Regions from separate parts of the Mus musculus genome. Here regions 1, 2, 3, 4 and 5 are each linked to region 6. The links are chromatin contacts, called in public promoter capture Hi-C maps. All regions are on one chromosome and are shown on one strand. Each heading gives the region's core, a stretch centred on a gene start, on an enhancer-like site or on the middle of the called end of the contact. The rest is flanking DNA. Distances are from core to core; before and after follow the strand shown.

Evidence for each region. Promoter capture Hi-C pulls out the DNA fragments that hold promoters and counts their contacts.
Region 1: a contact with region 6 is called in a promoter capture Hi-C map of liver, with 4 times the contacts expected there. The contact joins the promoter of Crybg3 here to the promoter of Cpox in region 6. A contact is called at or near these places in 6 of 39 promoter capture datasets (the 3T3-L1 cell line, embryonic stem cells, hippocampal neurons and 2 more), 1 of 484 Hi-C or Micro-C datasets (B cells) and 1 of 115 datasets of contacts at active chromatin or transcription factors (stem cell-derived neural progenitor cells).
Region 2: a promoter capture Hi-C map of neural stem cells shows a contact between it and region 6. The contact joins the promoter of Riox2 here to the promoter of Cpox in region 6. A contact is called at or near these places in 8 of 39 promoter capture datasets (the 3T3-L1 cell line, 3T3-L1-derived adipocytes, embryonic stem cells and 4 more), 5 of 115 datasets of contacts at active chromatin or transcription factors (astrocytes, embryonic stem cells, forebrain and 2 more) and 1 of 9 other capture datasets (adipose tissue).
Region 3: a promoter capture Hi-C map of the HPC-7 cell line shows a contact between it and region 6, with 6 times the contacts expected there. The contact joins the enhancer-like site here to the promoter of Cpox in region 6. A contact is called at or near these places in 5 of 39 promoter capture datasets (the 3T3-L1 cell line, the HPC-7 cell line, cranial neural crest and 2 more), 3 of 484 Hi-C or Micro-C datasets (the G1E-ER4 cell line, forebrain and group 2 innate lymphoid cells) and 2 of 115 datasets of contacts at active chromatin or transcription factors (forebrain and stem cell-derived neural progenitor cells).
Region 4: a contact with region 6 is called in a promoter capture Hi-C map of pre-B cells, with 5 times the contacts expected there. The contact joins the promoter of Arl6 here to the promoter of Cpox in region 6. A contact is called at or near these places in 9 of 39 promoter capture datasets (the 3T3-L1 cell line, 3T3-L1-derived adipocytes, the C10 cell line and 5 more), 3 of 484 Hi-C or Micro-C datasets (B cells, the MNK3 cell line and rod photoreceptor), 3 of 115 datasets of contacts at active chromatin or transcription factors (large pre-B cells, pro-B cells and stem cell-derived neural progenitor cells) and 2 of 9 other capture datasets (adipose tissue and liver).
Region 5: a contact with region 6 is called in a promoter capture Hi-C map of hippocampal neurons, with 2.6 times the contacts expected there. The contact joins the promoter of Col8a1 here to the promoter of Cpox in region 6. A contact is called at or near these places in 9 of 39 promoter capture datasets (the 3T3-L1 cell line, 3T3-L1-derived adipocytes, cranial neural crest and 3 more), 1 of 484 Hi-C or Micro-C datasets (cerebral cortex), 1 of 115 datasets of contacts at active chromatin or transcription factors (forebrain) and 1 of 9 other capture datasets (adipose tissue).

The regions. Positions count from the first base shown.
Region 1 is chr16:59,599,581-59,603,902 of GRCm38.p6, reverse strand. It overlaps Crybg3 (beta-gamma crystallin domain containing 3), which reads left to right and starts at 2,856. Exons shown (of 22, transcript NM_174848.4): 1 at 2,856-3,158. The coding sequence starts at 3,010.
Region 2 is chr16:59,469,847-59,474,092 of GRCm38.p6, reverse strand. Riox2 (ribosomal oxygenase 2) reads right to left here and starts at 2,318. Exons shown (of 10, transcript NM_025910.3): 1 at 2,148-2,318.
Region 3 is chr16:57,684,278-57,688,360 of GRCm38.p6, reverse strand. All of the region lies in intron 1 of Col8a1 (collagen, type VIII, alpha 1), which reads left to right. Among named protein-coding and RNA genes, the nearest start is that of Col8a1, 68 kb to the left of the region's middle. Within about 2 kb of position 2,145, at least 36 of the 459 cell types and tissues checked have an H3K27ac peak or open chromatin away from gene starts, as enhancers often do.
Region 4 is chr16:59,637,641-59,642,043 of GRCm38.p6, reverse strand. Arl6 (ADP-ribosylation factor-like 6) reads left to right here and starts at 2,705. Exons shown (of 8, transcript NM_019665.3): 1 at 2,705-3,114. The region is part of intron 1 of 4930547E14Rik (RIKEN cDNA 4930547E14 gene); the gene reads right to left. It also overlaps a transcript of Epha6 not described here.
Region 5 is chr16:57,753,163-57,757,013 of GRCm38.p6, reverse strand. Col8a1 (collagen, type VIII, alpha 1) reads left to right here and starts at 2,277. Exons shown (of 4, transcript NM_007739.2): 1 at 2,277-2,374.
Region 6 is chr16:58,668,391-58,672,744 of GRCm38.p6, reverse strand. Cpox (coproporphyrinogen oxidase) reads right to left here and starts at 2,537. Exons shown (of 7, transcript NM_007757.2): 1 at 1,795-2,537; 2 at 74-217. The coding sequence starts at 2,317.

The DNA.
Region 1 (4,322 bases), core at 1,607-4,106, 930 kb before region 6:
TCCATAATGATGATTCCCTTTTGTGAGGCTCTCTCTAAAGCAAAAAAAAAAAAAAACAAAAAAAAAACAAACAAAAAAAAAAAACAAAAAAAACAAAACAAAAAAAAAACACAACAAAAACAAAACAAAAAAAAAACACTGAAACTAAAAACGAAATTTATATTAAATGATTTGGGACATAATAGGACGCGAATTAGTAACTCTAAAAGATCCACTGCAAACTTAGCAAATTCTATAAAAGCAATGTATTTTTTCCTATTTCCTACTTGGCATATGTCTACATATTAAAAATTCATAGTGTATCCTTTGAAAACCTTTCATATGGAAATATTTTTAATGTCATCGTACGTACAAGACAATGGAACTAAATAGCCCAGTCTTTCCACTGTTTCACTTGGTGTTATATATTATTTATAGAAAAGGCATGAAAACGAGCATCTTTACGTCCTGACACACACATAGAGAGCTCAAATTTCTGGTGTAGGTCTAATAAGTCTGAAAATTTCAATTTGACACAGTTTACATTGAATAGAAAAAAATGTAGAGTGCGTTATGGAACATATTACTACTATGACAGAATTGGTGTCAATTAGAAACAGTTCTGTGTCTTGCAGTGTTGTCGGCTGGTATCTGGAATACGTAACACATGTCATTTTCCAGCTGCACACTTCATAGCCTCTTTCACCTTCACCATCTACATACTTGAAATCTTGGAAGCCATGTGTGTATTCATGTCTCAACAGAACCTCTGGTCTTGTATCTTGGGTGTAAACCTGGATGAGTTGCGCAATGAACAAGGTGGAATTTAAGCAATAACTGAACTATCCTCCGAAGAGGAGCAGCTTAAAACAACATAAATATTTTCCCAAGAAGATCAAAGCCATTGGAGTCTCCATTCACCAGACCTCAGTGTGAGCCAAAGAACTCTAGAACCTACGAACTCCGGACATAGGATAGAGGAAGAGTCCTGTGGTCCCAATCCACTTAGCTTTAAAGAAGAAATTACGTTGACAGTCGTCTAAGAACACGTGACCATCCAGTCACTGCGCACACTGGAAAAGGCAGTACCAGTGAAGTGTCTTCAAACGTGAACTTCGGCAGGGCGGTGGTGGTGCACGCCTTTAATCCTAGCACTTGGGAGGCAGAGGCAGGCGGATTTCTGAGTTCAAGGCCAGCCTGGTCTACATGAGTCCAGGACAGCCAGGACTATACTGAGAAACCCTGTCTCGAAAAAAAACCCCAAAAACAACAAACAAACAAAAAACCCATGAACTTCGTCAGCTTTATGGAAAGAATGCTCCTGCCTCAGCCACTTACCAAATGTCTGGATGAAAACTGAATTTGAAATGAAGCGAAGTTGAGTGCATAAAATTAGTATCTCTGAGATGTTTCCAACTGAAATTTGAAAGTGCTTTCACAGATTTCATAACAAAATCCTAGAATCTAGGATTCAAGAACCTGCTATTGTATGTCAAGACTCTAGGGTACAGGAAATCTAAAAATCTAAGTATTGGAAAAGCAAACATTCAATACCAAGAACTTTCCATGCCGTGAGCCTAATACTTCTGCATATACCTAGGAGACCAGTTGTAAAGAAACATTAATACGTGGACTACTATAACATTTTCCTATCAGCTAATTGAGAGAAATAGTATTATTGAAAATCAGAATTTGCCTCATAATCTTATTGACGCCCAGACACTTTTATCCCCAGACAGACTCCTTGCCTGGACCCTCTGTGCCAACACTGAGGTGTAGGACCACTTTTTGTCACAGGGCAACAGGGGGAGGCAACTGCTAGTCAGCTAACATTGCGTTGGGGAGGCACATTATTCTCCAGGCCCTGTAGCTGCATGGAAGAATTTGCTTGTCCATCTGTATCTGATCCTAATTTTTTTCTTACTCTCATACTCCTAGTTTCAGATCCAGTTGACAGATTAAAATGCCTCAAAGGGGTAGCTGTGGGTCCGCGGGAAGGCTCCTTAACCGGCACTATGATTCCTTGGGGCCGACAGGTAGACGTTCAACCTCCTCACTTCTCCAGCCAGCCACAGACAGCTATCACCCTATTTTCATGTGATTTGCCCACATAACATTTTTAGTTACTAAATGTCCCACTGTTATCTTGAACTTCATACCTCTGGAGTTTGACTTCAGACAAACTATAACAATACACCTGGGGCGAATATGGCTCTGTGTGCTTTCTCTGTTAGCAGCTCCGCTGTATAAAGTCATTTTTATCATAACCAGATATTCGTTTTAAACTAATGTTAAGGGCCTTTGGCGTTCCAGAATACAGGAGTATCTGCGCAACAACCAAATATTTGTTTCAGCATTTTTCTAGTTTGAGTCATACCTGAATCAGATTTGGTTTTGTGATCAGGGACGGTTTTTTTGAAAAAGGATTCTGGGAGTGGCCCACAGGTGAAGGGTGAGCGCTAAAACACACCTGGGTTGGTGGCTCCTCATCTGAGCCAGCTGAAGCAGAAACAAGGTGCTGACAGCAGGACAGATGGGACCTACCCTTGCAGGCTGAAACTGTCTTTAGAAAGGCTGTGCTCAGGTTCCAGGCTGCAGGGCACGCGGGTGCTGCTTCTTGCCAGGTGTTTCCCCAGACTTTAATTGATTACCCTGTTTTAAAACAGCCCTAACTCGGGAAAGGGAAGCAAAGCATTTACAGTTGACTGTTGGCCAAGCCAAGTGGGCTGCGGGCTGGGCTGGTTTGGGCGGGAAGCCGGAGCCTAGCATCCCCAGGCTGCTCCTCCCGGATCTGCACGCTGTGGCCGACAGGGCGGTCGCGGCCACTGGCTCCTCCCGGGGGCGGGCAGCTCCGGGCGCGGGCGGGAGGAGGAGCCGCACGGGGAGCGCTCGTGCCGGCCGGGCTGGAGGAGCCGCGCCGGCGGCCCGGGCCGACTCTCGCTGCGCTCAGCGAGCCAGGGCTGCGGCCACCCTCGCTCCGGCCAGCGGCTCGTCGGGGCCCGCGGACGGCGCGGCCGAGCCGGTGGGGAGATGTCCGGCGGCCGCAGGAGGGGCAGCGCCCCCTGGCACAGCTTCTCTCGGTTCTTCGCTCCGCGGAACCCTTCTCGGGACAAGGAAGAGGAAGAGGAGGAGAAGCCGGGGACCGGCCAGCCGGCGGGAGTGAGCCGGAGTGCAGCCAGGTGGGAGCCGCGGGGGCGCCGTGCGCGCCTTCCTCCGCCGCTCGGGTTTCCTCCGGTCCCGCCCTGGGTGGCTTAGATCTGGGGAAGTTCTTGCTCCCGGCCGGTGGCTTTTCCCGCCGCCATCGGGGGCTCCCGGCTCTGTCCCCTCCACTCCGGGAGGCTCTGAAGCTGCCGAGGGAATCTCGCGCCCCTCCGCGTCGTGCTTTGCCATCTTAAGGTTTTCTCGAAGTGATTCCTAAAAGAGTTGCAATCAGAGCTTTCTGAGACGACATCCAGAATCTGAAGTCTTCGCCAGATTTGTTTACAGTTTAAATGTTGCCGCCCTTCCTCCTTTCTCTCTGTCTCTCTCACTGGGGACATCTGACGGAAGCGCTCCGATTTGGGGAACCAGGGCCGGAGCTGAGAGCTGGCTCAGTTTAATGATTAGTATGTGCACTCTTGCACTCTTTCCATAATCATTTTTCCTCTACTCCTGCTGCTTTAAAGATTGACATTTTAAAAATTCGTCTCATTAAAATGCCCGTTTTTAAATTTCCTTATCAACCCTAAAGGAGAGGTGGTTTCGCTTCTTTCTCCTTTTTTTTTTTTTTTTTTTTTGAGAAGTGAAGCCAACTTCACTTGCACCAGAAGAACCTGTAACCCATGTCCTTGGAAGGTTGCCCTCTAGAGAGCTATATTTACCTCAGACTAAAGACTTGCTGATGGACTTCAAAGAAAAATGGATCGGAAACAACTGACGCTTCTAGTTCCATTACTATTTAGGGTTTGTGATTTGTTGTTAGCCCTTCGTTCTCCTTGCTTTTCCTAATTGTGAATCATTTCCAGTGTAATCACCTGTTAGCATAATACGTCTTTCCAAGAAATGACCAATTATAATTGACTGGTTATTCTACTAGGAAGTTTCAGATACTTTTGGCCTGGTTGTTGATGCTTTTAACATTCGAAGTTTCCCCGTCCTTAATGGTAGTTCTGAAATCTGGGAGGTCTCACCTGTCGTGGCTCTAATGTGGCTCTAACGTTGTCCCTAACAGTCCCCTGTGATCTGAAAGCAGTAGACTCAGCGCCCTTTGGAAACTTGAGAGTGGTGGAATGGAGTAAGCAGGCCAGCTCCTATCAGCATTGTCCTGAAATCCTGCCTGTTCCCCTGGCCTATTTGCCCTTTTA
Region 2 (4,246 bases), core at 1,069-3,568, 800 kb before region 6:
GGTCCCACACATCAAACACTAAGCAAATGTCTTAGAGTAACTGGATCTTATGGGGGCATTTTCTCAATTGAGGCTCCCCGCTCTCAGGTAACTCTAGCTTGTGTCAACTTGACATAAGACTAGCTAGCCAGAACAGGTACCTTCCAAAGTAAGGCACACATTTCTTACCCTCTTATATTTAAGGTACACATCTCATACCCTCACGATTGCTCAGTTTGATGAGAGGAAAACACAAGTGAAAGGCTTGTTTCCTTAAGAATAACCTGAGAGTGAAATCGTACATTCACCAGAAGGTGTGGCTAAAGTGCCCCAAATACTTAAGCGAGAATAAAACCACTTAAGGATTTTCCCCACCTACAATCACCAACAAGTCAACCCCAAGACTACAGAACTTACCTTGCCTACGATTACACCACCTATTCTTCCCCTAGGTTAACAGAATTTATCTGAGCCTCAGTTAATTGGAAACTAACTCAGATACATTCTGTTTTCCTTACACCACTCATTTTTTTATAGCCTTTGGAGGGTGGAGCAGAGTAGACACACCAGGCCTATCTCCAAATATACCAAACGGCACCACCATTTCACATGCCCAGGACACCCAAGACATTCCTTGTATTTCAAGAAACACAGGAAATTAAACAAGAGACTGCTTTATCCATAATGGTGCAGCACCTGCCTGTAAGCCCCACGGGGCTCCCAGATAGAAACAAGAATATTTCTTTCTATAGACCTGGGGTTGCGGTAAGTTGATTTAAAAGCACTTAAACAATTCTAAAAGAGACTCAGTTTATAAACTGGTAATTGCTGTATCGCTGATAAGTTCAACCCGAAAATAAATGTTGGCACTCTTACTATAGTTGACAAACTTAAGAATCTACATTTTAGGGCGACCTAATTTTCCCATGGTAAAACTTAATGACAAGAAGCCACAGAGTGTCTTAAGAGATAGCTACCTCTACCTTGCACAAACCTAGCCAAGTATGGCACAAGACAGTTAAGTCAGAATTTTTCTTCACTTTTTCTTCTTAGCAAATTCTCAAAAGCCTTACTCACTAGCTCCCCAAACAAACAAACCCCCCCCCCCCAAAAAAAACCCCATGACCACCACCACTTGGGAAAGACAGGAGGAGGAGGAGGTTTGCACAATTAGGACTATTATTCTGTACAAGTAACCATAGATATCAATACTCACTAGCAGCCCTGGCAGGGACGTCTCTCTCCATGGTAGCAGTATTTTACCAGCAAAGCGTGGTACACGCTAATGTCTAGATGCACACATCAAACCTAGTGGAGTACCACTTCTGATGCTGGAGGCAGAAATCTACATTCACAGAAGTCCTTAATGAACGAATTGTAGGCCCACTAACCTAGAGAAGACTAGATTGAACTTAGCTCAATTAATCACACCTGACAGTAGTTATACACCATGGGCCTGAGAGATGACTCAGGCGGTAAAGACACCTGCTGTCCACTTAGTTTAATTTCTGAGACCCACATACTGGAAGGAAAGGATTCCCTCAAAGTGTCCACCAACCTCCACCGGTACATCATAGCCTGTGTACATCCACACATAAAATAAATAAAGTGGTGAAATACTTTTTAATTATATATTGCTTGTAAGAAAATCACCAGGCTAACTGAAAGCAATTGTCTTCAGCACCCAGAAAAGTTTTCATTAATTCAGAGATGTCTCACTGAATGGCAGTTATGTTTTTTTGCAGCTTTATATAAACAGAATACGAATTATGTGTATTCGGGGGGTCCATGAGGTCACGAAAGATGCAGCCCAAAAGTTCAGAGGCATCCAGGTATTAAAAAGGAGCTGGTGAAACCCAACTCCCGGCGCCGGAAGTTCAGATCATGACCGCTGGTAGACTTCCTGAAACCTGTTTAGTCACTTGTTGGACATCCTGGAGGCAGGCAGGCAGACAGGCAGTCTTCCTCACGTGGAGATAAAAAGGCAACCTACGCTCCAAGTCCCGAGCTGGGCGACAGTCCCCGCGCCCCTCCTCAGTCCGCGACCGTGGTCCCTGCCCCTCCCCGTCTGCGCGCGCAGCCTGGCTCTAGCTCGCCGGCGTGTGCCGCCCGCCACCAGTCCGGCGGTGCACGTGGCCAGGTCCCCAGCCCTCAGCCACCCGGCTCACCAGTTAGGCCCCAGCCCTCCAGAGCTGCACTTCTCAGCCTGACCCGCGTCCCACGCGCTGCACCGGCACGGCCTGTTGCGTGTCTTCCGCAAGTTGACCCAGCTAAGGCATGGAAGGGCGCGACGGCGTGGTCACGTCCAGGGCGGGCTCCCGAGACGCGGCCCCGCCCACGAGACGCGACCCCGCCCACGAGACGCGGCCCCGCCCCGGACTTCTGGCTCCGCCCCCGGACCACATCCCTGCTCCTGCCTACAGCTACAGGCCTTCCCCTGCTCTGGCCTATGAACCTAAAGGTCACAGAACGTGAATGTGCTTTTTATAGTTGCTACCTTCAAATCTGAAGTTAGAGGGAAATCTATAAATTTGGACAGTTCCCTTTATTAACACACACATACAAGAACATGCTTCTTGAGAGAGTGCTTGTACTCCATCGGTCCACAAAAGATCCAAAACCGTCATTGTATATGGCTTTAATATGTATACGATTGTTATTAACTTAACAATTTTTGTTTGTTTGTTTGTTTTTTGAGACAGGGTTTCTCTGTGTAGCCCTGGCTGTCCTGGAACTCACTTTGTAGATCAGGTTGGCCTCGAACTCAGAAATCCGCCTGCCTCTGCCTCCCGAGTGCTGGGATTAAAGGCGTGTGCCACCACGCCCGGGTAACTTAACAATTTTAGTACCAACCATTTTGTTTAGACTTCATATATTTTCATTCCAATCCTTTTAAGTTTTTCTTTATTTTAATGTCTCAAAACTCACACCCAGTGACATACTTCCTCCAGCAAGGCCACACCTATTCCAAAAAGGTCTCATTTCCCAATCCTTCTCACATTGTGCCACTCCCTAATGTCTACACATTCAGATATATCAGCCTATGGGAGCCACTACTCCTTTTTAAACCATCACAATGCCTGAAAATAAGTCTTAGTGCCAAAGTGTTTTGCATACATGCATGTTTTTACACAGTTGGTTATTTATTAGGTAATGGATTAGCAACTGAGTATCCTCAAAGCATTGGGGTCTACAGAGGGGCAAAAGAGGAACAGTCATGAAATCATATATGACAGTAATTAATAATAAAAAAATCTTTGTTTTTTTCTACATCCACATAGAGGTCAAATTATTTTATATGAAGCATAGCACAGTAATATAATGTATATTAACCAAGTAAAACTTATGAAGAATTTCATCAGCACAAGTGGCTACAATCAAAGGAGCTAATGATAATATCATGAGAGAATCAAATAAAAAATACTTCAGAAAAAGTAGGGTAATATTTTGAGTTGATGTGTTGTATAACTTGATGGCCCTTGCGCAATTAATTACTTCGTTGTGAGTTACACTATACACCATCCTTCATATAAATGAACAAGAACAATTAGATTACTTCAATCTCAGCCGAAACGTGACCTAGAATAACATAGAAAGACAGATAAATGATAGATGGTAGAGATAAAAATTCTATCTTCAAAATGAAATATAGATAAATTCTATATTTAGAAATATAGAGAAATTCTTCTCAAAATACAGACCACATCAGACTTTAAGATCATTTTGTAGACCAGCCATATTTACAGTTTCTACAAGTCATTCCTTTGTCTTGTATTTCCTCCTACTTTTCATTTACATTATCCTTCTAAATCACATTCAATGATTGGAACTCATTGTCACAAAATAGTCTCTCCCCCAACCCTGATCCCCTAGTTCCACATTTATTTAAAAACTATGTAGCAGGTCCTGAGGCCCCTTTCTCATTGATCCAAGATTTAATATACATATGGCCCCAGCTGCAGGCACAACCTAGTTAACAAAACATCTTTTAAGTTATTTCAGGAAAGTGTGATTGCCCTAAAACTTTATCTGATGTGTGGGTTTGTGGTTATAGCACCTCTTTGAAGTGTACAATGCTCAGACATGCCTGCATTAGTGTTCTCTGAAGCGGTGGGTGGGGGTGGGGGTGCTTCCCTCTCTTTATTGCCTGTTGACTTAGCTAGTTTTGGAAATGATGGAGTCTTTACATGACTTTTAAAGGTCATAGGCTTGTATATAAAACTTTAGAAAGTCTTGACTTTGGAAGCATCTCTTCTACACTGGGCTC
Region 3 (4,083 bases), core at 896-3,395, 980 kb after region 6:
ATTACAGAGAGCATAGATGAATAAAAAGGGGAGGAACCCCATTGACTATCCAATACCAAATGGTATTGTATAAGCATATATAGAAGCAACCAAACTTAAATGAACTCAAACAGGTTGTATTGTGTATGTGTATACGGACTTGTAGCAATAATAATTAAAGAAAAAGAAGCCATGAACTTGAAAGAGGTTCCCAAGTTATAAGGGTAAAGGAGAAAACTGACACTTACTAGATCATTGCAAAAGAAAGATCAGCCCTCCAAAAAATAGCATTCAGTGACTGCTTTCAATTCCTTCAATATTGTATATGTATTGGGAAATAGAGGGAAATTTGTATGCCATCGTAGTCTCCAAAGATTGATTTTGTTAGTATGTACTTGAAAGACCCCAGGGCATGCAAGGCAGGAATTATTTCCATGTGGACAGAGGAGATTTGGTTTGCAGCCTTCTGTCCTCTTTGCCTAAAAGCTACTTGATCAAACAAACAAACAAAATAAAACAAAACCTACCTATATGGTATCAGTGACCTTGCAAAAACAATCAGGCAATATTTTTTTAAAAAATATATAGCACATGCAAAAAAACCCTGTAAATATACATACCATATGATCAAAACTATATACCTGAAAGATATATTAAAAGTATTTAAATATTCCTTAGTAGAGAAAATTAAGTTGTAATTTGGAGGTTGTTGCAGAAGAAATCAGCAATACGATGATAGTGAAGGTAAACCTAACGGTCGTTAGGGGACAATAACTTCTTTTTGCCCAAAATACTACTAAGAATGTGTTCACAGAATGACTGAGTAGTGAAGGTGTTTACAACTGTAAAATTGTTTGAACCATCATTTAATTTTGTAAGTATAAAAAAATACCTCTTTCGTCATTATGTTTAGAGATGAATTACTCAAATTGTTAAGAGCTAATACATGTGCATCCAGATCTTGAGACAGTCATCTCACCCCCATTCCAAAGGGGCATAAATTCCAGCATTCTTTAGTTTAATATGACCTAATCAACTAAAGCCTGGCAGGAATTAGAGAAATTGAATATCCTGACATGTCCATATTCATAGAATACAGCTCGTTAAATCAATAATGAAACAACAATTTTGAGGGCTCTTCAGCAGGTTATCTAATAGAATACATACATACATACATACATACATACATACATACATACATAATCCAGAGGCCAAAGTTGGGAAGAGCAAAGAAAGATTATAAATAGCTGACAGGTAAAACAGAGCCCACGCATGTCTGTGGGAGAGGCCAGAGCTGGTTTCACAGCTGTCTTTAGAGAAACCACTGGAGGTGGAGTGGGGAGTCATGGTGTCCTCTCTATGACAAAAGAAGAGGAAATAAATAGAAATTATAAATAAGGGAATTTAAGGTAGATGGAAAGATTTCACTGGCAGCAAAGGCTTTACTAACCCTGGAAAGGATTCCTGGGGAGGTTTTCAAATTCCCTATCTGGATGTATTTACAAGAAGAAAGATAGCCATCAGCCTTGGGTGGCTGAAGCAGAGACCTGCAGGAATTTGCTCCAAGCTGGGTCCATTTCTGTCAAACACAGTGAAGGCTGGAGACTGGAGTGGCATTGCCCCTGAGAACAACCTCACCCAGAGTAATCATTTCCTTGGAACATCAACTGTCATCTGCTCATTGGTTATAAGTGGAATGTACAATTATAATACGTTCTGGTTTTTATTTTCTTTTTTAGTCTGGTTTCCAGTGGAAAGAAAGAAGGCTTATGAAATCTCTCTGGCAAGCTGAACACTGCTTAATATACTTTCATTTTCCTTCTGCAGGCTGGTTACAGCCAAGTCCCTTAGAAAATAGAGGAGACCCAAAGTAGCAGTACATGAACCCTTCCACTGGGGAGTGGGAAGTTCTCTGTCCTCTGCTCCAGAGGGAAACTTCTATTCCTCCCCATCAGCCTTTCCTTTCTTACCACCACAAAGACTACACCAAGCTTTGTGCAGGCTGAGAATTTCACTAGCTTCAGTTCCAGCCTACAAACAGCACAGCACCGGCACTAGCACTTTGTAGCCAATCCTCTAATTGATTCTGTTTCTTTGTTTACACAGCTGCACACCTGTTTGCCTAGTCTTCGCTACAACAATTGTCTGGTTTTTATTGTGAGCTCCTGGGGCAAGGTGTACAGCCTGTTACATTTACTTTACAGGACACTACGTACACATGTGCAGGTGTGACTGTGTTTGGCAAAAAATAAAAAATAAAAAGTTCCTGGTATGAGTGGATGCTCAAAAAAAAAAAAAAAAGGATTATTGTGCAATTCATCAACGTTGTAAAGAATGAACTCTGGGTGAGGAAGAGTCTAATCCCCTGGCTCTCCTATGTGTGGTACAACAAAGCCATAATCACTGTCAGGGATCAAAGAGCAATGAACAGTGTAAGCAGGGTCCAGCCAACCACTGGGAAGGCTAATAAATCAGGTTAGAAATTGAGAATGATAAAACAAACAGGGTAGCATTTATTTAACAGTTTGCCCCAAGTGTGTCTTTCCCATCTTTGTGTGTAGGCGCCATCTTTCTGGGATTCACAGTTCACAGCACTAGCAGTCATTATCCACTATCACATGGGGATGTTGCATTTCATGTGCCCCAATGAAGACAATACGTTCATAGCATCCTGGATGTCCTATTTCTTTGGTTATTTTTACCATAATTAGTATTTTTACCTTCCCACCAATTCCTGTTAAAAAAAAAAAAACTACCCTCCAATCTCCCCCTTTTATCTATCGGTCATCCTCACTGACCCAAAAAGACAGAGATGAGTCGATCTACACTGCCTGTTGGTTTAAAAATTCCATTTTCTCCTTAGGGATCTTCAAAGTTGTGTTTTTCCAAAGGACAAAAATGACTAATAGAAACCTATCCCTCAGGATAAGCACAAGAAATGACATTTTACATAATCTAAGAAATATTTTCTAGGCACTAGCTATGAAACAAATCACAGCTTCTGTCTTTAAAATGCAGAGTATCAAAGGCTAGCGAGATGATTCTTTGATAAAAGTATGTTCTGCCCTTCCAAAGCATCAGGGTCCAGCTTCCAGCTCCCGCTTTGGGAGTTCACAACCACCTATAACTCCAGTGTTAGGAATAACTAACACTCACACACATAACCCATACATAGTAGACACACATGGATAGATACATACTCATGCATACACATACACATATTTATGCACGTACACATATCTGTAATGTATAAACACAGACACACACATGTGTTTGTACACATGTGCACACACATGCATAGATATTTATATATACATATTCATAATTAAAGTATTTAAAAAGTAAATCTTAAAAGGTATGTACATGCTTTAAGATCTTAAAAATATTTTAAATGATCTTAAATGTAAGAATGCTGCTATATTGTAGGAGTGTAATGAAGACTGAATCATACATATTTAAAGTATATTTATTGGACACAAGATATCCTAATAAATAGTAGCTCTTATTAGTATTGCTTAGTACAATTTCATTTATTACTAATTTTTAGGAAAAATTAGATTATTGTCAATTTGGTTTAATTGTCGAGGGGAAGAAAGAATTATCACATTCAAAAAGGAAGAAACAAAAAAACTATTGTCAAGAATACTGAAGTCAGGATGACCACACAAACTTGGACCTCAACCATGCTTTGATGTCTGGAGTCTGGTTCTCATCCTGTTCTTCCTAGGATGTTTCAAAGTCTTGATCACGTCCCAAGATCACAGAAAATATTTTTCTCTCCTTCATGCTTCTTCCAACCCTGGTCTTATTCATGGTTATTTCACAGAACAAGTAACAAGATAAACTTGACGTTTTTCACATATGTTTTGAAGGCACAAGGATCAATTAGACAGGAATATGCCAACCTTTAACTTTGAAAACAAATTGCTTAGTAGGAAAAAATATTATTGTAGGAAAAAAATATCATACTTAAGGAGCTGATTACCAGATCAATTCTTGCCTTAGCTGGTCATAATGTAAGTAATGAGATGATATCAATGCAAAAGTAATGCAACACAACTACCTCAAGCAAAAAAAAAAATCTACGTAGTTTTTATATTTTGG
Region 4 (4,403 bases), core at 1,456-3,955, 970 kb before region 6:
TTACAGTTTTGGTGGTTGAGTTTGTGATGTTTTGTACTGTTATATGCAAGTATATTATTGTAATTTACTTTTTAGTATGTCTATGTGCTGTTTAGAACTTTAGTAATTATGAGTGTAAAAAATAGTTGCCATTTTTCCAAATAATTACAGACTTTGAGGTCTAGGCATAAATTCACAGAAATCACTATAATTAATGGATACATATTTTTGTAGTGATTTTATACTGGCAAATGTTTAGTGAGATTTGGGTGAATGGAATTACGTATTACAGAGGTAGTTTTTACAGATACGTAATCAGCACACAGGCAACATCAACTGGGCTAACAAATCTTCAGGCCATCAGTGTCCATTACAAAATTTCCAGTATATTATAAATCAGGGATTTTCCAGATTCCTTATGTTGCTGACAAGAAAAAACATCCACACCATCTTGAGATGATTAGAAGTAACATATCTGATGTACCTCACTCTTTTATAGTTGTCTGACTATAGCTACAAGCCACTCTGAAATGAACCTAAAACCCTTCTACATGTATTCTAGACTTGAGAAAAATCACATAATGTTTTAAAAGCTTGTTGTGCTCACAATAAAATCAAGAGAGTCAAACTAACTTTGTAAGTCGAGTGGAATTACGTCTTGCTTTTGGGTTTACTCAAGATAGGTTACAGCTGCCAACCATCAAAACAGCAGATCCAAACAACTGAAATATTTACACTGTTTTAGGGTTCATTTTTTTTCAACATTTTCTAGATTACTAAATAGAATTTAGGAGTCATGTGAACTCTTTAATCTCTAATACAATAAAACAGCAGATCAACTACACTTAAATAAACAAAAAACAAAACTGTTCACCTTTTGTTGTTAAAAATCACCTAAGTTGGGGATGAAGAGGGCTCCATGGTTTAGAGCACTCGTGGCTCTTGCAGAGGAGTCAGGTTTGAGTCGTAGCACCCACATGGTGGCTCACAATCTTCCCTGATTCCAGTCTCAGTAGATATGATACCCTCTTCTGATCTCTCCAGGCACCAAGTATTCTTGTGGTGCACATACATATAAGCAGACAAAACAAACATAAAAAAAGTCAATAAATCCAACAAAAATAATTTTTAAATGTCATCTAAATTTACTATAAAAATGGTTGCTCGGTCTGTTCTTATATATTTAGTTTCCTCCTAATGCTTTGTAGGAAAAAAAAAAATCTGATAATATCTGCCTAAAGGGGGAAAATCAGAGACATAAGCTCTATTCTATGTCTAGAGAGAAAATATTATATAAGCAAATAAGCATCCAAGTTTTGTCAAAGTGAGCCAAAGAGAAGCGGTTTAATAGTTCCTGGTAAATTAGGAACCCCTGCATTTGGGGCCAGAAGTTAAAGGACAACCACATCAGGAACTGAGCTGATTTTCTTTGAGTAATAAAAAATTCACAACGAAGGAAGCTTATCTATTGAACACGTGCTATCTATTGGTCAGACATGCATACTTTTTTCTTTCCTTTGTCCTCAAAACCACTAGATTAGATACATTTTTGAAGACAAAGATGAAATATACACAAAGGGTAATTTTACTAGACCACAGAGTATAGTATATTTCCATTTTCTGTTTTAACAAGGGCATTTATGTTACTACCTTTGGATGTACAAACTATAGAAGTTTTGTTCACTCAGTCTGGTTTTTGCCTTACAAGAGTCAGGAGACCAGAACTAGACCTTACTCCACATTAGGAGTACTAAGGAATTTGGAAAGGCACCAGAAAAGCACTCTACCGCAGTGCATATACCAGTGTCTTAACCACTATCTCTTTGATGGAATTCCTTTCAGTTTCTTCACCCTACTCCAAGTCCAAATAATCGGCCAGCTTCCTTAACGGGCAGAAAAACAAGTATGGTAGTTGAACATACTAACTGGTAAAACCAGTAAAGTAACATCCCACATTTATGCTAACAAGTGATATGAAGAGATGAAACTTTTCAAATACAAGTTTGTCATGCAGTCATTCATTGAGGAGTAGGATGGGGGAAATGGCTAGTTTGAAGTCAAAAAAAAAAAAAAAAAGTAAAAATAAATAAAATAAAATGTAGATCTTTAATTGTTGCATCTGTAGCCTGTCTGTTGGGAACAATGCAAATGGGCGGGAAAGTGTCTATCTAAAAAACTTTCAATTAGCACAAATTATTTCTATTGCTATAAACTCCAAGTGATTTTAAGAACGGTAACTATCAAACTCTCTGATCCACAAACTCATGTCTGGTGTTAGTTAATATCCGGGACAACAGACAGCTAAGAACTAGGGACAGGGTCACACTTCCTTTGCCAAATAATGTTTCTGTTTTTAAATACTGACTGGTTTTGACCAGTTTCCCTCTCCTGCCTGTACTTACAACTGTATTCTGCAGAGCTCGCTCGCTCGCTCTCAGGCCTAGCTGAGCCTAGGAAAGGCTCTGTGTAATGGGAGTAGCATATCTAAGTAGATCCTTTCCCTGCCTCACGCCGCCCACGACGAGGGCGGTCAAGCCAAAACATTGCCACCCACAGATATGGCAGTCCGGCCAAAAGCGCTAACCAGAACCCCGGAGGCCAGCAACCAGCGATGCGCGCGCAGCTAAGGCCGCCCCGCACGCCTCCCGGCAGGCTGTGCGCGCGCCTCCAGCTCCCTTGCGTCCCAGCAGCACGGGAGCTACCACTCGGCTCCCAATGCAGTGGCGGCTCCCCGTGTCTTCCGTGCTCACACTCTCGCTAACAGAGTTCCTCTGCGGGAATCAGGCCATTAATTTTTTTACCCAGAGCTCTCCAGCCGCAGAAAGGAGAACCTGTGGGCGGACACCTACGACGCCCGGGTGGGCGTGGCTTTGGGACCGGAAGAAGCTCCCGTTGCCAAGGGAACGCCGCGCGCCGGGGCGCCTGCTCAGCCACTGATGCTCGCATCCTGGGTGAACCGGCTGTTTCTCCCAACTTGTAGAAGGGGCTGTGCTTGGGACAAGGGAACCTTCCTACGGAGGCATAGAGAGGAAGGCTGAGGCTCCGGGGAAGATCCCACCGCGGAAACGGGTACAAGAGTGCGTCCTTTCCTGTCCTTGTCAGCCCCTTGGCCTTTGGATTGGCGTCAAAGATCAGGTACCTCCATCCGCACCCCGCTTTTTCTCTCTCTTCACCATCATCTGTGTGTTCTCTTTCAGCTCTGTTGGGTATGATTTTTCACGCCATCAGCTTCACCCTTGATAACATGAACACGACCTTTCCACGGTGTCTGTAGCGCTGTGGAACCGGCGGCAGGATCCACTAGTTCAAAAAGTTCCCGCTACCTGTTCGCAGCCATTTCCACCCTGGTAGACAGAGAATACCCGCTCCCTGTCCGATTTAGAATTACTCTAAACTATTACCCGTATTTTTGAATCTAAGTGAGTTAGATCATCTCTCATCTGTGAGAGATGGGGAAAAAATTGAGTTTATGTGATGTATACCAAGGAGCTTCGAAAATGTATTGAACTGCTTTGGGCCAATGCTGTTTGCTTGTTTGGTTGACTTTAACGCTGCCCAAGACGGACCTTTTTATATGATGTATGAATAATTTGGTTGAAATTTCATCATCAAATTTTCTAACTTAATAAGATTGTTTTATTGGGGTAGTAAGAATGTTCAACAGCCCACACTACTATCATGTTTAAAGTAGCATTTCTGGCGTTTTTCTCTGTCTCATCTCATCTTTCTCTGCAGCTTAACGCTAAGGTCTTAACATGTGGATAACATGTTAAATCTTCAGTGCTTTTCTGGTAACCACCTAATCCTTTGGAAAGCTGATTCTTCTCAGAAAGCAGCTCAGACACCTAAGTGTTCTTGATTCAAGAACAGGAGTTGTTTCATTTTAGCCAAGTTTACTTTAGCTATCAATTTTGCCAGCGTTATACAATACATACAGTAAGACTTTTTAAGCTGAAGGTATATTTTGTTCCTAATCTAGCGAATATGCTGGGTTTTCTTTTCTTTTTTCTTTTTTTTTATCCTTTAAGGCATAGTTTACGTCAGTATCAACTTTATACCATGTTCTCTCTCCTCTCCCCCCACCTCTCTATGTAATAATTGTTCATGTTGTGTAGTACCTGTTGAATCCAGAATGTGTGACCAGCCCTGGAATTGGAGTTACAGGTGCTTGAGAGCCTCAGTCAAACTCTGGTCCCCTAGAAGAGCTGTGCGGTCTCTGCTGTTAAGAGTATAATTTTTATTTATTTTTTTCTTTTTTGTTTTACAGTGCCTGAGATTAAATCTAGGGCTTTGCACATTGTGGGCAAGCACTTTACCATTTTGCCACATAACCAGTCCCTAAGATTATACTTTTCTTTAGAAAATTTTAATAGACATGAGTAGGGAAAGAGATTATAAAGCTAATTGTTTCCCTAATTTCAACC
Region 5 (3,851 bases), core at 1,028-3,527, 920 kb after region 6:
TTTAGGAAGGAAAACTGAATCAGAAAAGAAAAAGAGAGGCAACAACTAACTAGTAAATGAACAAAAGCGTTCACATGAAAGTTTTAGCCTTCTTCATTCTCCATTCATCCATTAATTGAACAACTGCTGCTCGTCATCCATATGTTCACACTCATCAGAACAATTTATTCCATTGGGCCAGGTGACATTTACTGAGCATTTATATTTTCCTGGCTAGTAAACCAATAGGTATGGCTTGTTAGAGCCAGTGACTTTCCTGAATAAAGCTGATTAGGAGGTCCAGGGAAACACACACACACACACACACACACACACACACACACTTATATATATGCATTAGATAGATGATAGATAGATATAGATAGATAGATAGATAGATAGATAGATAGATAGATAGATAGATAGATAGATGATAGAAGGTAGATAGATATAGATATATACCCACACACATATATATGTATATACACGCACACACATATGATGTCAAATTTGTATCTTGATGAAAATTAAAATGTTTCCATTTTGTCTAATGACTCTTCACCATCCTCCCTCTCTGAATCGCATCGGTTTTTGCATGTTGACTTCCAAGCCTATCCATTCGAGCTAAGCTTGGAATTCTTACAAAGGAACCATCAGTTGAGGCTCTGGGCTCTCCAGGCAGACAGATGGGAGTGAGTCTGTAAAAAACTAAGTCCAGTGTAAACTTAGCACATGTGGTGGCAGGTATTATTATTATCCCAGTGGCACGCACTACTATTTTCTTAATAGATTCTTTGAAAATTCTTTTTTATACTGTGGACCTTTACTAGGCCAGTGGCTCTTTCTTAGTGGAGAGGTTTTTTGCCCTTCAGTATCCTATGGCTAAGTCCAAGGCCATTTTTTTTCCACACCTAGCAGAAGGAGACTGCTGGGCTAGTGGTCCTCTGGCATCCTGTGGAGGAGAGGCTGAGGGATACTACTGAACAGTTTTCAAGCCCCTGCGCGGGTCCTCAGAACAATGCACACTCTCCAGGCACACTAAGGAGTGCAGGAGTTTTTAAACTGCCTAGCTTAGCCTGTTGCCAGCTTGAGCTAGCTAGAAAACAAGACAGAAAACAGCACAGCATGGCTTAAGATCGTGTGTGTGTGTGTGTGTGTGTGTGTGTGTGTGTGTGTGTGTGTGTGTACTCGGTGAGCAAGGTCATTCCCTCTTCTCCAAGGCATCTATCCGACTCCCATTTCCCATCTCTGAGTCTCAAGTCCTCCTTTCAAATGCTTTGATTTCTTTGGTGGCAAAACTGTAGCTTGGGCTGGGAAGTGAGTCACCGCTCAGCAGCGAAAGGACCTTATTTTTCTTTCTCTGAATACATTTTTTAATAACTTCAGCATGACCCTTCGCACTTGTTGGTTAAATCCTCTCTATGCCTACGACAAGTGGAGAGAGCTATGACACCGAACATTTTTCAGTTGCTAGCTAGGAGAGATTTTTTTTTTAATACCGAAAATAACCAGAGGACAGCGAGCCCTAGCATCCTGTGTTACATAAGCAGATGTTGATGCTGAAGGGACGAGCTGGTGCGGAGCTGTCTCCGCAGATGGACCTCACAGCTGCTCCAGCCTCTGGAGCTGCCTGGATGTTGCACGCTTAGAACTGTCTGTGGAAGGAGGCTGGCAGGAGTGAGGTGGGGTGGGCCAGGCTGCAGCAGTCAGCTCCCAGAGGCAGGGCGCCTGGGGCTCCCTGGGACGATCCCCTCCCACCACTGTCTGGGCTCACCGGGCTTGTCCTCCACCCTTTTCCAGAAGCCCATCTTCCTCGCCTCTACCTCGCTTCCAAACCCGTCAGTTCTCTTGGGCGGTTACTTGGCTTTTCGATCACAGAGAAAACACCTTTGTTATTGACAGTCGCCCAGGTTCCTCTCGCTGCCAAAAATGTCACACAAAACCGAAAAATAATCCAGTACCCATTTCATCTTCCAGAATCAAATCCCTATCTCTCTCTCTTCCCCTACCTTTACTTTAGCTTCCCGTCCCCAAGCCCCATTCATTTCTTCCCCAACCTTTCCCTTCTGTGGTCTCTGCCTTTCTCTACTCTCCCTCATTCGTCTCCACTCCTGTCTATTTACTCCGCCGCCCTCCAAAGTCCCTGGCTCTCCCCACTCCTAAAAACTCGGGCTCTACCCTTTCTGCCCCTCCCCAGACAAGTGTCCAGCTCCACGGGGGCAGCCCGCCCGCCGCCCCCGCTCAATCCCTGCCCACCTACTGTGAGGAACAGCTCCGCCCACCTGTCCATAAAAGCCAAGTGCAAGTTACCCGCAGAGCACAGAGGATCAGAGCCCTTCCACGGTCCTCTCCGTGGGAGCCCGAGTCCCTGTCTCCCAGATCTGACGTGCTCAAGGTAAGATAACCCTTGTCAGGGCTGCTGACTTGCAGGGGGTTGCTGCCTGGAGTGAGTCCCTGCTGGTCAACGCCTTTTACTTAGAGTTGATTCATAAGGATGCTGTAATGAACAGTGAGCTTCTTAACTAGCAACTGGTTTGAAAACAAACTTCTGTTTGAACAGTAAAATAAAAATTCCTTTTTGGCAGAAACAACAGCATTTCTATTACAAAAATCTTTTCTCTTTTTAAGTCACACTGCCCCCCCTCCCCGCGTGCCCCGTCTGTCTGACTGCTTCTGAGGTTAAATGTATCTGTTTGCGGTATTATGCTTGTGTTTTTAATTGTAAATAGTTCACATATCAGTAAGGGCAGGGGAATCTGTCCCATTGTCAAAAAAAAATGCACTTTAAAGGAGCACAATTACTTCTCTAAAAATAGCACAGTCAAAAGGTCGGCTGCTGATTTTGTGATGTTTTCCAAACCCCCAAGACAACTTCTGTGAGTCCTTTAAGAAGTATCTTTCCAGGTTTAACTGCTCGGAAAAAATGATGTGAACGAGTGCCCTTTGCCCGGGGACAGTAATCAGGTGACTGGAAGATAGGAAAGTACAAATCCCAGTTTACAAGCTGGGGCAGGATGAGCCACTGCTGGGCTACCTTTCCAGTACAGCCTAAAAGGAGTCTTGTGTGGAGACTGAGAGTGTATGAGAACTCTGTGATGCCTATACACACCTCAAACACGAAGTGTTTCAATATGTTTCTCAGAAAGCACGCCGGTCAGATTGCACAATTCTTCTGTGTACAACTGACTGATGTATAGCGAGATCAGCCAGAAAGACTTCAGATGGAAGGTTTTCATCCTCACCGTCCCCTCTGCCCTCCTCAAGCGAGTGCCTGGTTATTGACTGACTCCCCCAGAGCTCTGCAGTGGGGAAGAGACCTTGGATGTGTGTAGGGGTGGTTTGGGGAAGTGGTTGTGGTAGGTGGGTTGGGGGTTGATCTGTTCTTCTTCTCCAGAGTGCTGTGCACCTGTGTGAGGAGAAGCAAACCTGACAGCTACTTTGGAAAAATAAATAAAAATCAGACTCTTGTGCCATCAAGTTTGCTACCATATTCTGTGGGTTTTGTGGGATGAAAGGCTCTCATGTGGGAGAAAAGCCCTCTTCAAATGTTCCATCTGGGCAACTGCAGAAGCTGCTCTTGGAGGAGACAAGCCCAGGCTGCCAGTCAAGAAACCAAAGCAGCGCTTTAGTCCTTAAGGTTCTTAAGGGGAGAGAGCCATTCACATCTTCATGCCTGTTGGTTGTGTGCTGTTTCAAATGGGAAATTTCACTGTAGGTCTAAAACTGAAATAAATCACACACTTAGACAAGTGGCTTGGGCTTTTCCAAATTCTCTTTATCTTTTATATATCAAAAGAAATGTAAAAATATTAAACACTGTTTAGCATGAAAGGGCTAGCATAAAATTATTCAAGTTACTTATGAACCATTTC
Region 6 (4,354 bases), core at 1,288-3,787:
AAATAAATAAATAGCGCTATTTTTAAGTAAAACTGGTGGGAAAAGAGTTGGCAGGGAGAGTTATCGGACTTACTATCTTTCGTCTTCAGAGTTTTGCCTCTGCCTCTCATTTGGTTCGCTGCTTCCTCAGAAAGATTCCCATGAACGACGGAAATGCTCACCCCGGCCTTTTCAAACACACGCCCGTCCTGAAGCACACAGGTGATGCCACCTCCTCCTGTCCATAGAAACAGAAAGCCAGAGGATAGAGCACCGTCATATGGGAGACAACTCTCCCATGAACGTGGCGACATGAGATGCCTGCTTCCTCCCCTACTTCCTGAACCATCTACGACAGCATATATATTTTCTATGTGTGATAAGTTGGCCTAGCTTTGTGTCTTAAGCTCCTTATTCTAGGAAAACATTGCATCCAGATACAAACCACTGAAATGGCTGCTTCTTCTGTGTTCTCGTGCCATGGCCTAACAACTCCAAGGAACTTTCTCCAGATATCACCAGAAAGAATCCGTTTGTTATTCACAAGACAGAAAGCTAATGTTACAGGCAGGAATGGGTTTACCGAATGGTGTTTTACTTTCACTGAATACAAGAACTCCGTATTCCTTCACATTTTTCGACTCTCAATTTTACCCTATTACCTTTAATTTTTATATGCAATTCAAAAACATAGCTATTCAAACTCTTAAGGGGTTCAGAGTTTAAAATTAAGTAAAATTTTATGTGTGTGTGTATATATGTGTGTTTAATAGGTTTTTTTTTTTTCTTTAAGGCAACAGGTCACCGTAGAGTCATTGTTCTCAAAGACTAATGTCTGAGTTGTTTTATTTCTAAGAAGCAGGGCACCATATTCAAGATCACACCACCGGAGTGATTTAAGTGCTGACCATGTTTCTGACATTCTGAGTTCTCGGCATATATTCATTAACTATGAAACAGAGGTGGAAAACAGTAACTTCCAAAGGTTACACAAAGCTGGCTATCTAGTGTTTGAGATTGTGTCTGGGTCGGTCAGTGACTTTTACCCTAAAACATTACAAGATGAAAAACCATGAAAATCAGACTGACTCCCATTTAATATAGACGTGGTAGCATCATAACTCACAATGGATTGATGATATACTGTTGTATTTCCAGCTTGGAAAAAGTCAGAAATCCTCAAGTTTAAAATTAAGGCGGGAGGGGAGAACAGGGAAGGACTACTCTGTTTGGAACAACATGGCCACCAATACATGACTCAACATGAATGGCATTCTAAGGAATCCTTCAAGAAATTTGATGATGCAATTTAGTAAGAACTACTGGAAGACTAATCAAATATTCCTTATATAACCCGCCAAAAAACAGTAGGGAGACTCTTGACATAGGGAATCTAGCAGACATAAAGGATCAGTGTTTCTTCTGCCTCTAATAGGGCAGGGACAAATGCACCCAGATGGATAAATAAAAAATGTGTGTGTTGGGGGGGGGGGGGGGGGGAGACGTGTTCAGTAACAAACTGAACATGAAAGCTTCACTTTGCTGCCTGCAGATGTTCTTTAACAAACCTATAGAAAAAAAAGTGCAACTATGAATTGCCAATATTTTCAAGTGACTTGTCCTACATTGTTGGCACCTCTGGGTCCACATCTGCAAGTAGAAAGCGAATGGCTCTCTCAATGTCAGTCATTCAAGTCTGTCCCTTCTGACAGATCACCCCCCACCCCCACCCCCCTGTAAAAACTGTTCTACTTTAAATCCCCAATCCTAAACTGCAACTGGTGCCCAACCAAGAAACAGGAGCTCTCTCCTCACCTTCTTTCCTCTCCCACCGGTCCACAGTGAAGTCGGCAACGCCATCTACCTGCGCCAGTGCCCGACACACCTGAGCCTGGGTCTCCATAATCATCAGCTCCATCTTGGTCTTCATGTCCTCCGGCCTCCTCCGCAGCTCCCGCAGCTCGGTCACCGGCGAGGACATGAAGGTGCTGCAGCGGCGGGCCAGCTCGTCCCCGTCCTCCTCCCGCCGTCCAGGTGAGGGGCTCCGCGCCCCCGAGCTCTTGGGCACCATCTCCGCCCGCTGCACGTGCCCAAAGGCGGCGGCTGCCAGCCCTGCCAACCCCGCCAGCGTCGCGGCCAGCCGGGTCCCCAGCCCGGACCCGCCTCTAGCCCAGGGGCCGTAGCCCAGCCCGCGGCGAGGCTGGGGACCAGCCGTGCCAGGCAGCTGGCAGACGCGGGCGGACGCGCAGCGCGGGGACGCGGCGCGCAGCTGAGCATAGTCGCCCAGCACCGCTCGCCACCAGGGGTCCGAACCCAGGCGGCCCAGCCGCAAGGCCATCTCCCGCCGGGACTGGGCAAATCCGATCCTGCAGACCCACCGGAGCTCCCAGGGTCCTGAGACCCAGACTCCCCAGCACTGCTACGTGGAGTTCGGAAGAGCTGCTGCGAGTGTAGGTCGCAGGCTGCTGGCGGGAGCCGAGGAGGCTGCTGGGAACTGTAGTCCCGTCCTATCGCCTCCTGCACTCGCCTGACCGCTCCCGGAAAGAGCAGATAAGACTGCACCCTGCGCACAGAGGTGGGTCCTGCTGCTCGCACGCGGGCCTCCTGTGCTGCCAGAGGACTGTGGAGGTGCTTGGACTGATAAGATAGGCGCTTTAGTCACGTACACCTTGGATTGCCCTGCTCGCTCACCCACAGTGAGCAAAAGTGGGGTTAGAAGGCTGACGACAAACGGGCAGAAATAACAACTCGGAGACACACCCCTTGTCTTCGTCCTGGCTGTGGGTCTGGAGGATGCACCCTTGTCCCTGTGCTTGGCTTACCCAAAGAGTTCAGGGTAGTGGGCTCCTGAGTAGATCCAGAGAAAATATTCGCACTCCGGTTTACTATCCTGGATCTCTGTTCTTCCCCATAGCCCTACCCGTTGAAAATATGAGGACAGAAGCTCACACATTTAATAGTTTTGTTCCAAGCATATATCATTGCCAGCATTATTTTATAGTATCAGAAGGGCTCATTTGCCCTTTAACTATCCTTGATGATTCTAATTTCTACTAACAAATAATAATCGAGGCCACTGGTTATTCTTTCACAAGCTTCCATTCTGGCTGTAGCAGGAATTGGAGCTCAGTGGGTATGGTTCTGACCGATATGTTCACTCCCCTGCTTCTTACACAAATGCAACCACAAACTACCTGGAGCAGCATGCGTGCTCAGGCCTGGCAGATGTGGCAGGCAAATGAATTCACGAGAAGTGACAAAGCTTGCAGAGGAGAGAAACCCTTAACTTTTAGCTGTAGTGTGCCCTGGCTGGAGGCCGACTTGGAAGAGAAGGAAAGATAAGAATTATCTTTTGGAAGGTTGCCTGGGTCTGGCTGGGCCTCCTGGTGATAAATGAAGCTCTTTAACGAAAAGGAATCTCTCTAATTTTCTGTAAGAAACTTCTCCTTTATGATCCTGCTCTGCTAATGTGAAGCTAGCCAAGAATAAGCCAAATGGGAAATTCAGGAGACTTGCCCAGACAAATAACTAATTGTGTACTTACCCTGAACAAATTGTGTACTAGCTTCCAGCCTGTTTGGATGTCTCTCTCTCCTGTTCTCTGATTCCACCTTAATCTTAATGTACAGTGCTTACTGGAATCCTTAAAAACAAACAAACAAACAAACGGATTTGTATGAGAAAAAAATAAAAGCCACCATCTTCCTAGAAGGGCATAGTGGCACACATATTTAATCCCAGCACTCAGAATGCAGAGTCAGGTAGACCTATATGAATTTGAGGCCACCCTTGTCTACTTAAAGACTTTCAGGATGGCCAGGGCGACATAGTAAGACCCTGTCTCAAAAGAAACAAAACCAGTCACACACACACACACACACACACACACACACACACACACACACACCTCTTCCTGGTAAATTACTCCCAAGTCCTATTTGTAGTATATGAAGATGTTCCCTCTATAAGCAATTTGATGCATCCAAAAGCTGCCTTGGACAAATAAGAAGTCAGTAAGTTGTAAACAGAAGCTATGCAGTAGGGGTGCTCGTCTGCGTGTAAAATTGGCTCTCTATTGTGTACTATGATTTCATTCTCTGTGTAACCCCACAAGCCAGGACATTCTGATGAGCTGTATGCTATCTCACTAGGTACAAACATACAACTCATCTTCAAACTCCACATGCTTCTCCGAATCCTTGCTAATTTGATCCTTCCCCTGTTAAAAATAATGAATTTTATGCCCTGATATCAGTGTATTCATTTTCCCTTTTAAGAGAGAGTTTGATGAACCCACTTTATTTCTCTGGTATTTCTCTTTATTTCTATGCATGCACGCATGTGTAACAATTAGTAACAAGGTATTGCTAAACTT